2 separate regions of the Bos taurus genome follow, and region 1 is linked to region 2. Evidence: chromatin contacts called from public Hi-C data. All regions are on one chromosome and are shown on one strand. The core of a region is the stretch at or near the end of the contact, and the rest is flanking DNA. Distances in the headings are between cores, read along the strand shown.

Region 1 (6,222 bases), core at 3,118-5,617, 140 kb before region 2:
CACACAAACCGACGACCAGAAAGGTTCCATGTGTTTTGTGTTAGTCGCTCAGTCATGTCCAATTCTTTGTGACCCCATGGACTATAGCCTGCCAGGCTCCTCTGTCCATGGGATTCTCCAGGCAAGAATTCTGGAGTGGGTTGCCATTCCCTTCTCCAGAGGATCTTCCCAACCCAGAGATCGAAAGTGGGTCTCCTGCATTGCAGGCAGATTCTTTACCATCTGAGCCACGAGGCAAGCCCAGGAAGAAACGAAAATACTGGCCATGTATTTTGTCTGTATGATCTGTGAAAACTGACTCTTATCCCAGTCAACTGAAAAAGGAAACTTGCTTAACACCTATCAAAATCTCACTCAGAATTTCATAAGCTAAAACAAAATTCTAGAACTCTATGTTTAAACAAACGTCAGTCACTGATAGAACATGCTGCTACTGCTAAGTCGCTTCAGTCGTGTCCGACTCTGTGTGACCCCACAGATGGCAGCCCACCAGGCTCCCCCGTCCCTGGGATTCTCCAGGCAAGAATACTGGAGTGGGTTGCCATTTCCTTCTCCAATGCATGAAAGTGAAAAGTGAAAGTGAAGTCGCTCCGTCATGTCCAACTCCTAGCGACCCCATGGACTGCAGCCCACCAGGCTCCTCCGTCCATGGGATTTTCCAGGCAAGAGTACTGGAGTGGGGTGCCGTTGCCTTCTCCATAACATAACATACGTAATCCAAATAAGATCCCTCAGATTAGCTGTGTACGTGTATGTATGTGTATGTGAGCACTATGCGCTCTCAGTCGTGTCCAACTCTTTTGTGACCACATGGACTGTAGCCCACCAGGCTCCTCTGTCGACGGAATTTTCCAGGCTAGAATACTGGAGTGGGCTGCCATTTCCTTCTCCTGGGGATCTTCCCAACCCAGGGATTGAACCCACATCTCCTGTGTCTCCCATACTGGCAGGTGGATTCTTTACCACCTGGAAGCCCTCAGATTAGATAGTAAAATCTAATTTTAAATGAACACTGAGTGGCTAAAAATTTAAAATAACAATATAAGGATTAAAATAGTCACGTATTTTATGTTCTTTCCAGTAACTGAAAAGTGGCCCAATGCCTTAACTTGATAGCTAATAAGCAGGTGCTCATTTCTTACCCAGTTCTTTCTGAGCAGAAACATGTCTGGCTTAAGACAACTGGGAAGGGAAGGGGAGGTGGGAGGAATCCACAAATCATTAAAAAACAAAGAAACTTGATATTGGCTTATAAGAAAATGTGTTTTTCACTGACATTGCCACCATTTTTCCTTCAACATGAGCCAAAAAATAAAGGCTGCAGATTTAGTCTGAGGGGAAAAAAATCCAATAGCCTTCTTTCTATCCTATCAAACCAATCATTTAACAGGTTCCAATGTTTGCAATTTAAACTTTATGTCATCCATAAACAATGTTATGAATCAGTAACACTTTTCTCTAAAAAAATGCACACACAATAAATATTTCTCTTCTCAATAGCTTTTTTCTAATGCAAAAGAGCTTGAAAAGTAAAAAAATTAAGATAATACATACATATTTTTTAATCCAAATAATAGAGTTCTGTAGTCCTGATTCAAACAAACCAATTGTGTAAAGAAAAAAAAGATATCTTATAAGGATCAGTGAAATTAGAAAACCGACAACTGTATTTAAGAAATCATTGCTAGTATTCCTTGGGTTTAATGACATTGTGTTTGTGCTTTATGTTGTGTTTCTGTGGTTTTTTTCCCCTCAGGTATTCACCTTTCAGATACACTTAAAGGATTTACACATGAAACGATTTTCAGAGTTGCTTTAAAATATCCAGCAGGTAGACGAAACAGGACCAGTCACGTGACAACAATGGCTGAAGCTGGGTAACTGGTACAGGAAGCTTTATTACACTCATCTCTCCATTTCTTGTGTAAGGCTGACGAAAAAAAAGTATCTCAGGCACCAAAACATCCTGTCAAAAGCATAGAAATTTTTGCCCCACTAAATCACCCCAGAATTCTGCTTATTTTTTCCTATTTATCTGGTTACTCTTCAAACCAACTAACTTCCTCCAATAGACCTCCAACTGAAATACAAGACACTTAGTGTCTTTTTTAACTCCATTCAACAGCTAGGTGAGGGCCAGGTCAGGGAACGACCCAGGATTCCAAATCACAACTAGTAATTTTATTCAAACTTCAAGAGCAAATATCCATTTTGAGTCAAAATGAACTAACACAGGGTGCTGTTTTTGTCTTCCGAATTTCTCTTACTACGCCCAGTATTTGAACTAAGTTTGGTGAGTAGTTTACAAAGATGAAAAATAACATATGTTGTTCACTCCCAGGAAGTAAGCCCTTTCCATGAAGAGGGGTAAAGAACTCCACCGAATATGACACCCAGGGATGTTACAATAATCTCGGGGTACTCAACTCTACATACACCCTTAAGCTCCCTCGCCCCCAAAGCCTTTTTAAGTGGTTAGAAAAGAGCGACCCTGGTTGGTTTGTTTCATCTCCTCCTTTCTTAGGGGAGGTGCTAGCGAGTAAAGAAATAACCAAAAGGCCGGAAGGAGGAACGCGAAAAGCATGGAGTCTGGACAATCAGCCCGTAAGTAATTGAAAGCTGAACCAAATTAACTGAAGTTAAGACAGAGCAACCTGCTACGCTCCTCGCGTTGTCTCTAACGTGCCTGAGAGGCTCCGAGGGTGAGAACACCTGGCTGGAGGCTCGTCGCATTCCAAACCCTTCTCTCTCCAAGAATTCATAGGCACCCAGACATAAAAAAGAATTCTTCCAGACCTCCGCCAAGAGCAGCGCCGCAACAACTCCCACCCGCCCGTGCCACGGTGGCCAAGTGGCCCCCGGCTCCGTGAGGCCGCCCGAGCCCTGCCCCAAGGGACCGCGAACCCCAAAAAGACTCCCGGCTCCTAAGCCAGAGACCTTCTCCCGAGCCGGGCGAGGGGACGGAGTCTAGGCTGGGAACCCGCTCGCCGCCGAGGCCCTCCTCGCCTGCCCGGAACTGGGGTCTCGGGCCCGCGCTGCCCACTCTAGGTCCCGGCCTGGGCCTCGCGGGGCCGCTCTCGAGCCTCGACCCGGGTCCGCCCCGCGCCCGAGGGACCCGCGCGACCCCCTGAGCCGCGCCGGCCGCCGCCGTGAGGACCCCGCCACTAATACCTGTCTTCGTTCTTGTTTTTCTGCTTCTTCCCCATCGTGTGTCAGCGGCGCTCGCAGCCCCAGCCCCTCTACTTGGTCTCTCACAGACCCGCTGTCCCTCGGCTGACTTCGGTCTCCGCTCGGCTCCGTGCCCCTCGCGCTGCCTCCTCTCGCACCCGGCTCTCCACAGACCCGCGCACTGGGACAGGGCACATATGGTGTGAGCTCCGAGTGCGCAAGCGCATCGCCCCGCCGCCTCGGCGTGGGGACGCAGGGCGCGGCTCATCGAGAGCTGCGCCGCGGGTAGAGCGTCTCTAGTTACCCCGCCCGTCAGGCGGAAACCGGAGCGCCCCCTTCCGGCACGCGTCCGCGGCGCTCCGAGGTCCGCGGGGTTTCAAGATTCTAGAACCCCGAGGTGGACAATGAGGTTGGAAATTTCCCCCGTCGGGTCTCTCCCTGCTGGGGGACGCAGAGTTGGGGAATTGGATCTCAGTTCAAAAGTAGACTTTGGGCTTCCCTTCCACCTTTAACCTCTGTCCCTTTGTACTCAGCTGCGTGAAGTTCAATAAAGAAGGATAGTGAACCACTGGTGAGCCGTCTGGGTGTTCCAAAGGGAGACAGAAATCCACAATATTGAGCCTCGTAGTCATGTCCATGAATTACCAAAACAAATAAACAGAAACCATTAAAAAAGACACACCCATTATTTCTCCTAAACAGATCATGATCTTTACATTCAAACCGAGAACAAGCTCTAAAAACTTATGTCATACTAGGGTTGTAAAAGTGTTTTATATCCGGATCTGGACAACGACTCTATGTGTTAACTATGTAAAAACTTACACGTAAGTTATACTTTGTTTTTTAAAGGGGGGAATTGTTCAATAAACCGAATGGAAACAAAATTGGAGTGCCACTCCAGAGCAGAATCATTGCTATTTCCTTTCTGATGTAACATGTGTCAGAGCCTAAGAACGTCAACTCCAGGCTGGGCACTAAGAAACTACAATCCCCAGCGTACTTCGCTCCCCCGCCCTCTGGGCTGTTTACTCGGAGGTTCACACGCCAGAGTTCAGAGAGCTGGAGCAGAGGAAAGGTGGAGAAGGGCGCACGCGCAGAAGCGCTCGCCGCGCGCACTTCCCTCCCCCCTCCCCCGCACTACCTCCACTTCCTGGGACGTTGCAGTTGCTACCGCGTGAGATCCGCGGCCAATGAGGAGGCGGAAGTGACGGTCGCTTCGCAGCTACCCGCAGCTGCTTGGAGGCTGAAGCCAGAGAGGATTGCTCTTCTGGAGAAGCTGGTTCTTCGTATCTCAGGTATCGCGGAGAGCTCAGGTGAGGCAGAGAGTGGCGTGAAAAAACCGGCCATGCATCCTGGTGCTAACGGACGCCCGCCTGCTCCGCATCCTGCCTAGGCGGGGGAGGGGCGCGGCTCGGGCTCCGGAGTCCCCGCCACGGAGGAGGCTTTGGCGCATGCGCCGGGGAGGCTTTGAAGCTGGGGCCACCTCGCTTCTGCCCTCGTCTGTCCCTGGGGGCGCGGGGAGAAGCGAGGGTACTTTTGGGAAGCGGCTGGCGTGCGGTTAACGGCGAGGCCCCCTGGTTGTTTTGGCGGGTGCACACAGGGGAGTCGCGGAAATGGTTAGGTAACTTGAGGACACATCCCTGCCCACCATTCAGTTGAACTGAAAAAAGAATCAGAAGCTTGTGATTTGGAGAATGAAGTTATCTCTGCACGATCTCCTTTCCCCCTTTCTGAAGGCGATGCCCAGCACAACCTGCCGCCCAGAACAGCTCTTGTTAATCGCTTCTCCTCCCAGTTATCCCAGAATTAAATTCTGAGCTCAGCCTGTAAAACTCCAGGGACAAGCAACCGCTACGCCCCTTGTAAAGAATAAGGTCTGACCAGCAAGTCCGTGTTTAACAGATACTACTTCTCTGTCTCATCTGCCCCGATCCAGTTTTTCTTGAGAAGTAGGGAGTGTGAAATTCATTTTCTGTACTTGAAATACAGCTCCTTTAAAATTTTATCGCATGTGAGGAACTTACATTTTGGTTTTTAAAACCCAGAAATACTTTAAACATAACCATAATTTGAACAATAGCTAGACACATGCTACTTCAACCGTTGACAAATATTTTTTGCGCACCTGCAGTGTTCCCAACACTGCTAGCTCCAGGAATACAAAGAGAAAATCCAGTATGCTTTTCGACTGCTTTTCATGTGGGGGGAAAAAATGGAATCAGAGGCGAATTTTGCAGGAAGACTATTTCAATTCAGTTCAACAGTTAATAGAGGGTCTGGTGGGCCAGTCTGTGTGTCAGAAGCTGGGCAAATGAGCTCACAAATTTCAGATTTTTAAAAAGTGCTTCAGTAGTAGTTGAAAACATAGTTGAGATCAACAGTCTCCTGCTTTGACAAATTATAAATTTCTGCGGTAATAACCCAGGAGTACACATAAAATTCATCTAATTGTTGCTGGTAAAAAATAATTTCTTTTAAAATACTCAGTTGAAATAGATAACCAACAAAGACATACTGTATAGCACAGAGAACTCTATTCAGTAATCTATAATCACTTAAATGGGTAAAGAATTTGGAAAAGGTAATTGAGTATGTATAAATTAATCACTTTGCTGTATATCTAAAACTTAACACATTGTAAATCAACTGTATGCCAATATAAAATAAAAATGTTAAATAAATAGACTATGTCATTGAGATCTGAATTAGAGTCTATTTTTAAACTCCTATCTTGCATAGATCAATATGCTTTTTATATTTGGAGTGTTACGTTGTTTGACATCAAAGTTACGAGCACTGGGTGTCACCAAATCAATACTAGTATCAATCTTTGTGGGCTCATAGACTTTATTAGTTACTAAGAGAACAGAATTGGAAACTAGAGCTTAGGGAACACCAGGCAGAGTTCTTTACACAAGTTGTAATGAGCTGTCTTCAGAGTTAAGATCATTTAGGCAGAGATGAAAAATAATGTCTTTTGCTCAAATGTGCTCTATCTTGAAGCAAAATTTGGTGTGTACACATATGTGTAAAACCTTGCTACAGTTAAAC
Region 2 (6,012 bases), core at 1,708-4,207:
CTGCAACAATGAGAAGCCCACACATTGCAACTAGAGAAAGCCCATTCACAGCCAAGAATAAAGTTTTTTAAAAAATGCACTGTAAACATTTTAATTTTCTCATCAAAACTGTCAACATTAAGAAATTTACTTGGAATCACATTATTCCCTTAATTTTTTCACACAGAATATTCCATTTACTGTGTAGCTCATCATCCCCTGGATATGTTCTATGTAATATACTTGTTAGCACTGTCGTTTCAATTGGGGAAAATTTACTACCAATAAGACTTGAATTTAACTGGTCACATATTTCCAGCGGCAACCAATGATCAGGTGCTTCAATATTACAGACTTCAATTCTCCCATTCTTGACATCTATGAATACTTTAATTTCCACGTGTGACTGTTCATGTAACACAGTGAAGGAAGTATCTACACTGAACTTCGGAGTTTTGCCATATATCCATTCCCAGGTCTGTAGTTCTATGGCTTTGCTGTTTATTCCAGGAAACACTGTCTCATCTGTTGGGTTTATTAGGTGAATGTGATTATCGATTTGATGAGAAGTAGCATACTCTGTGGCAACAGCATTTATCACTACTTCACAGGTCAGAGTGGGATCTTTTTCCATAAGGTTTTTCACTAAGGCAGGTGTGCTGGCAGTGGCATTGCTCCTGATCCCTTGGTAAGGGCTCTTCAGCAAAGATGATAAGAAGGTCCCGTCAGTACCACATAGCAAAGTGCAGTGGTGATAAGCTGCATTGCGGCCAATCTTGGAAGCTGTTCCTGAGATTTTAAACTGTCCGTCAAGTAAAAGGTCAAATCTTTTAGTAGCCTGCACGTCCAGGTGTGGGTGGACAGCCTTCAAGGCTCTCACAACTAATTTTAGATTCTCCATCCTATCATACTTTTTCTTGGTTGTAAAAAAAGTCAAGTTGATGTTACCCATATCATGGTAGACTGTCCCTCCTCCACTTCTCCTCCGAGCCAGTTTCACACCTTCTTCTCTCATCAGATTCAGGTTACATTCCTGCCAAGGGTTCTGATGCCGACCAATTACCACAGTGGGAGAATTCCTCCACAAGAAAAGGACTGGCTTGCCTTCTAAATTCATATGGTCGTGGATCCAGTCTTCTACAGCCAGATTGTGGTAAACGTCATTGGAAATTGACTGTAAAATGAGTCCACTTTTAACTGTGTTTTTAAAGCCAGCTGCTGGGACCTTGAGATTACAAAGTAACTGGAAGCAATTCTTCATGGAAAATGGGATTAGCATGCTGTCAAAAATGGAAGATAAATTAATGATCGAGAAAAAGAAAATTAAATTCTATTTTGTAGCTATCACTTCTTGGTTATTTGATCCAAACTTATCTAAGTATCCAGTCTGGTTGCTTTTCTTGCCTTTTGGCTTTACCATTAGTCTTTAATAAAACTTCTCCAACAGAGTACTCAAAGGAAATAAATCATACAAACCTCAAATTGTTTTAGCTGAAGTGGAATAAGGGCAGAGATTATTCAAATAATAAAGCTGAAAATAATTATTAATATACCTCAAAGCCAAAAAATTATTTTGAATTCACAGGTAATACACATTCATTGAGAAAAATGAGAAAATACAGACAGGCAAGGAAAAAAAAAACCCGTAATACCACCACTGGGAAGTAATTACAACTAACATGTTGGTGTGTACCCATTTTTTTCTGTGCATGTGTAAATCCACATATACTTCCCCACCAGAAGTGTAACCAAACTTTATTTAATTCAATGTTAAACCAATTTTTACATCAGTCTTAACGTGTAATATTTCATTGTCAGATAACACCACCTTTTCCTCAACCAATCTCTTAGTTTGTAAGTTTAGGTTGTTTCTAGTCCTTCTGTGTTATCAACAATGAACATCAGTGTATAAAGATTTATGTCCTTATAATACTTGAAATGTAATTTCTATTTGACTGTGAGATACATGATTTACTGTCAGCCTGTTTTATTTTGATCAATATTAAATTAGGATGGATCCTCCTGAGGTCAGGGGAGAGGTCAGAGTAGCAAGGTTATATAGAAAGGTTAGGAACAATTTTATTATGTTTCAACACTTCACACATTATTTGTTAGCAGTGCTGATGAAAAGAGTGAAAATACTAGCTATAATAATGAAGTATTCTGACTAGCTATGATTGTAAAGAAACCATTTAATTCCATTTCTTAGAATGGTCATAATTTTCTTCTAGGTTAAAGGCCTGGGATGGACTGGGGTAGTAAAATCCATAACTAGGCCAAATTATTTTGTAGTTATGTCCTGGAGGAATAATTTCTATGGTAGAGTCTTCATATTTTCATCACTCTTGCTATACCTTGATACTACAGAAAGCGGAACCAGTTTACACTCTATCTAGAAAGATTAGGAGAGGTTTAACAGAGAAAGGGATAACTAAACTGAGTCTCCACATCTGATGCTTTTTACCACGTTGATGGGAGTAGCATATTCCAGGCAAACAGAGAGTCCTCTAACGGTAAGAGGGCCTTAGGGACTCTCTCCCCATGGAGTTCCACTACCAGTCTTCCAGCTCCACTGAAATCTGTGGCTGTGCTGACACGATCCCATCTCTTAGCACTTAACTTATCCAGAGTCTCAGGACGGCCGTGTGCCTGTCTGATTTCGGCTTTTTGGCTCTCGAAGGGCGCGCCTAGGGCTGGAACCCAACATGCCTAACTTGGGACCCTCCCGTGTTGAGCATAAACCGGTCCTAACCGTGGAGCCAGGTCCTCCCAAACTCTAAGCGGACACCACGGGGCCTGCAGCGCCCCGGGATCGGGGGTGCCCGACCGCTGCCAGTGCCCGGGGCCCACGCTGCCAGCCTGCACCCGCCACGCCTCCGGCTTCACACACCTGCTGCTTCCGGTCGCGCTCACGGCGCTCGCAGGCCCGTGTGCGAGTTACGCTTGCTACCCCAAGCCCAGCCGGCTGCGCATGCGGCCGCTCTGCCAGCCGCCCAGGCCATCGTGAGGCGGAGCACCGGAAGCGCCGGAAGGGGCGTGGCTGAGGGTTTCCGGTTGCGGGGACAGCGTCCTGCGGTGCCCCCTCCTTGGCGCCACGCCCCATCGGAAACAGGGACGCCACTCCCTTTCAAATAATAGCAGTAATTATAGTAGTATCGAAAGTCTTAGAGCCCCAGGCCAGATGGAGGTTCCCCGCGACACAGCCCAGAGCCGGCCCGGGGGGTGGAGGAGGTGTCAGCAGGGCGCAGGTAGGCGCGGAGCCGAGTCAGGCTGGAGGGGGCCCGCCAGGTACCCAGAGTAGTCCCCAGAGTAGTCGGGTCGCATGCTCTTCACTGAACATTTATCCATTGTGCTGAGCTTTGCGCGTCTCATAGTCCAAAGGGCAGGCAAGCAACTCCAGTTGGAAGGGGACGAAACTAAAATCCGTTTTAAAAGACAAATGGCATTTAAAGGAATAAACGCTGGTATTCCCAATACAGAGATGGTAACAGGTAGGAAGGAGAGAGCCGGAAAACTAGCACACCGAGGGTCATGAACGTCCCCACTCAGGGTATCCCTCAATGCAGTTGGCAAGAACATCCTTGTGGGGCTTAGCCAGGTGGGAAATTCCCCCAGCAGGCAAAGTTCTAGGTAACTATCAGATCAGATCAGTCGTTAAACTGCCTCAAACGCCAGTGGCTTAACGCAACGATTTATTATTTCTATCATGCGAAGAGTTGACTCATTGGAAAAGACTCTGATGCTGGGAGGGATTGGGGGCAGGAGAAGGGGACGACAGAGGATGAGATGGCTGGATGGCATCACCGACTCGATGGACATGAGTTTGAGTAAACTCCGGGAGTTGGTGGTGGGCAGGGAGGCCTGGCGTGCTGCGATTCATGGGGTCGCAAAGAGTCGGACACGACTGAGCATCTGAACTGAACATTTATATGGGCAAGGCTTGCTTGGGTGGCTTCAATGAGCATTCAGCACAGGTTGGCTGAGCCGAGGGCTCCACACCCTTATTCACACGTCTTAGTCACATCCCTGGCAGCTGGTGCTCACTGGCTGCTGGTGCACTTCCATTCAGGCACAGCCTTCGATGTAGCATGTCGGCCACATTCTCTGTTGGCCAAAGCACCAGCAGAGACAACCCAGAGTTAAGAGGTGGAGTAATGGACCCCTCCTCTTGATGAGAGGAGCCCAAAGAATTTGTCGTCCTTTTTCAGTCTTGGACAGAAATCAGTCTCTCCTTTGAATAGAAACCATTGAGACTTGAATTTTGAAGTGAGAATCATCCAGAGTTCACAGTTAGGTGGTGCGGATACCCCGACCAGGGCTCCATTTAAAGCTACAATAAAGACACAATGGCTGCTCATTTATGTTGCCCTTTTGATTTAAGAAAGGCAATGCCAAAGAATGCTCAAACTACTGCACAATTGTACTCATCTCACATGCTAGTAAAGTAATGCTCAAAATTCTCCAAGCCAGGCTTCAGCAATATGTGAACCGTGAACTTCCTGATGTTCAAGCTGGTTTTAGAAAAGGCAGAGGAACCAGAGATCAAATTGCCAACATCTGCTAGATCATGGAAAAAGCAAGAGAGTTCCAGAAAGGCATCTATTTCTGCTTTATTGACTATGCCAAAGCCTTTGACTGTGTGGATCACAGTAAACTGTGGAAAATTCTGAAAGAGATGGGAATACCAGACCACCTGATCTGCCTCTTGAGAAATTTGTATGCAGGTCAGGAAGCAACAGTTAGAACTGGACATGGAACAACAGACTGGTTCCAAATAGGAAAAGGAGTTCGTCAAGGCTGTATATCGTCACCCTGTTTATTTAACTTATATGCAGAGTACATCATGAGAAACGCTGGACTGGAAGAAACACAAGCTGGATCAAGATTGCCGGGAGAAATATCAATAACCTCAGATATGCAGATGACACCACCCTTATGGCAGAAAGTGAAGAGGAACTGAAAAGCCTCTTGATGAAAGTGAAAGAAGAGAGTGAAAAAGTTGGCTTAAAGCTCAACATTCAAAAAACAAAGATCATGGCATCTGGTCCCATCACTTCATGGGAAATAGATGGGGAAACAGTGGAAACAGTGTCAGACTTTATTTTTGGGGGCTCCAAAATCACTGCAGATGGTGATTGCAGCCATGAAATTAAAAGACGCTTACTCCTCGGAAGGAAAGTTATGACCAACCTAGATAGCATATTCAAAAGCAGAGACATTACTTTGCCAACAAACGTTCGTCTAGTCAAGGCTATGGTTTTTCCTGTGGTCATGTATGGATGTGAGAGTTGGACTGTGAAGAAGGCTGAGCACCGAAGAATTGATGCTTTTGAACTGTGGGGTTGGGGAAGACTCTTGAGAGTCCCTTGGACTGCAAGGAGATCCAACCAGTCCATTCTGAAGGAGACCAGCCCTGGGATTTCTTTGGAAGGAATGATGCTAAAGCTGAAACTCCAGTACTTTGGCCACCTCATGCGAAGAGTTGACTCATTGGAAAAGACTCTGATGCTGGGAGGGATTGGGGGCAAGAGGAGAAGGGGATGACAGAGGATGAGATGGCTGAATGGCATCACTGACTCGATGGACGTGAGTCCCGGGTGAACTCCGGGAGTTGATGATGGACAGGGAGGCCTGGCGTGCTGCGATTCATGGGGTGGCAAAGAGTCGGACACGACTGAGCGACTGTTCTGATCTGATCTGATCTTTGATTTAAGTCACTCTGAGTAAGTCTTTCTTGGATTATGCAGGTGGGAATGGATTCTGTGCAAAGTTAGTCCCAGTGGAAGTTTTCCTAGTTATCATTAAAGATAGCCACACAATTGTGTTGCCCTTTGCTTCTATTGTTGTAGTTTAGTTGCTAAGTCATGTCCAACTCTTTGGGACCTTATAGACTATCCCACCAGGCTTCTCTGTCCCTGGGATTTCCCAGGCAAGAATACTGGAGTAGGTTACCACTTCCTTCTCTAGGGGATCTTCTCAACCCATGGTCTTCTCACTTCATGTTGCTAGATCCAGTGAACTTTCAGTCTGCAT

Evidence for each region. A called contact is a pair of places that touch in the nucleus more often than the background predicts.
Region 1: a contact with region 2 is called in a Hi-C map of skeletal muscle, with 5 times the contacts expected there. The contact joins the promoter of TXNDC9 here to the promoter of LIPT1 in region 2. A contact is called at or near these places in 2 of 11 Hi-C or Micro-C datasets (liver and skeletal muscle).

The regions. Positions count from the first base shown.
Region 1 is chr11:4,452,886-4,459,107 of ARS-UCD2.0, reverse strand. TXNDC9 (thioredoxin domain containing 9) reads left to right here and starts at 4,367. Exons shown (of 5, transcript NM_001076149.1): 1 at 4,367-4,484. It overlaps EIF5B (eukaryotic translation initiation factor 5B), which reads right to left and starts at 3,372. Exons shown (of 24, transcript XM_024999309.2): 1 at 3,172-3,372. The coding sequence starts at 3,206.
Region 2 is chr11:4,308,187-4,314,198 of ARS-UCD2.0, reverse strand. LIPT1 (lipoyltransferase 1) reads right to left here and starts at 2,957. Exons shown (of 2, transcript NM_174795.2): 1 at 2,870-2,957; 2 at 71-1,259. The coding sequence starts at 1,258. The coding sequence ends at 137.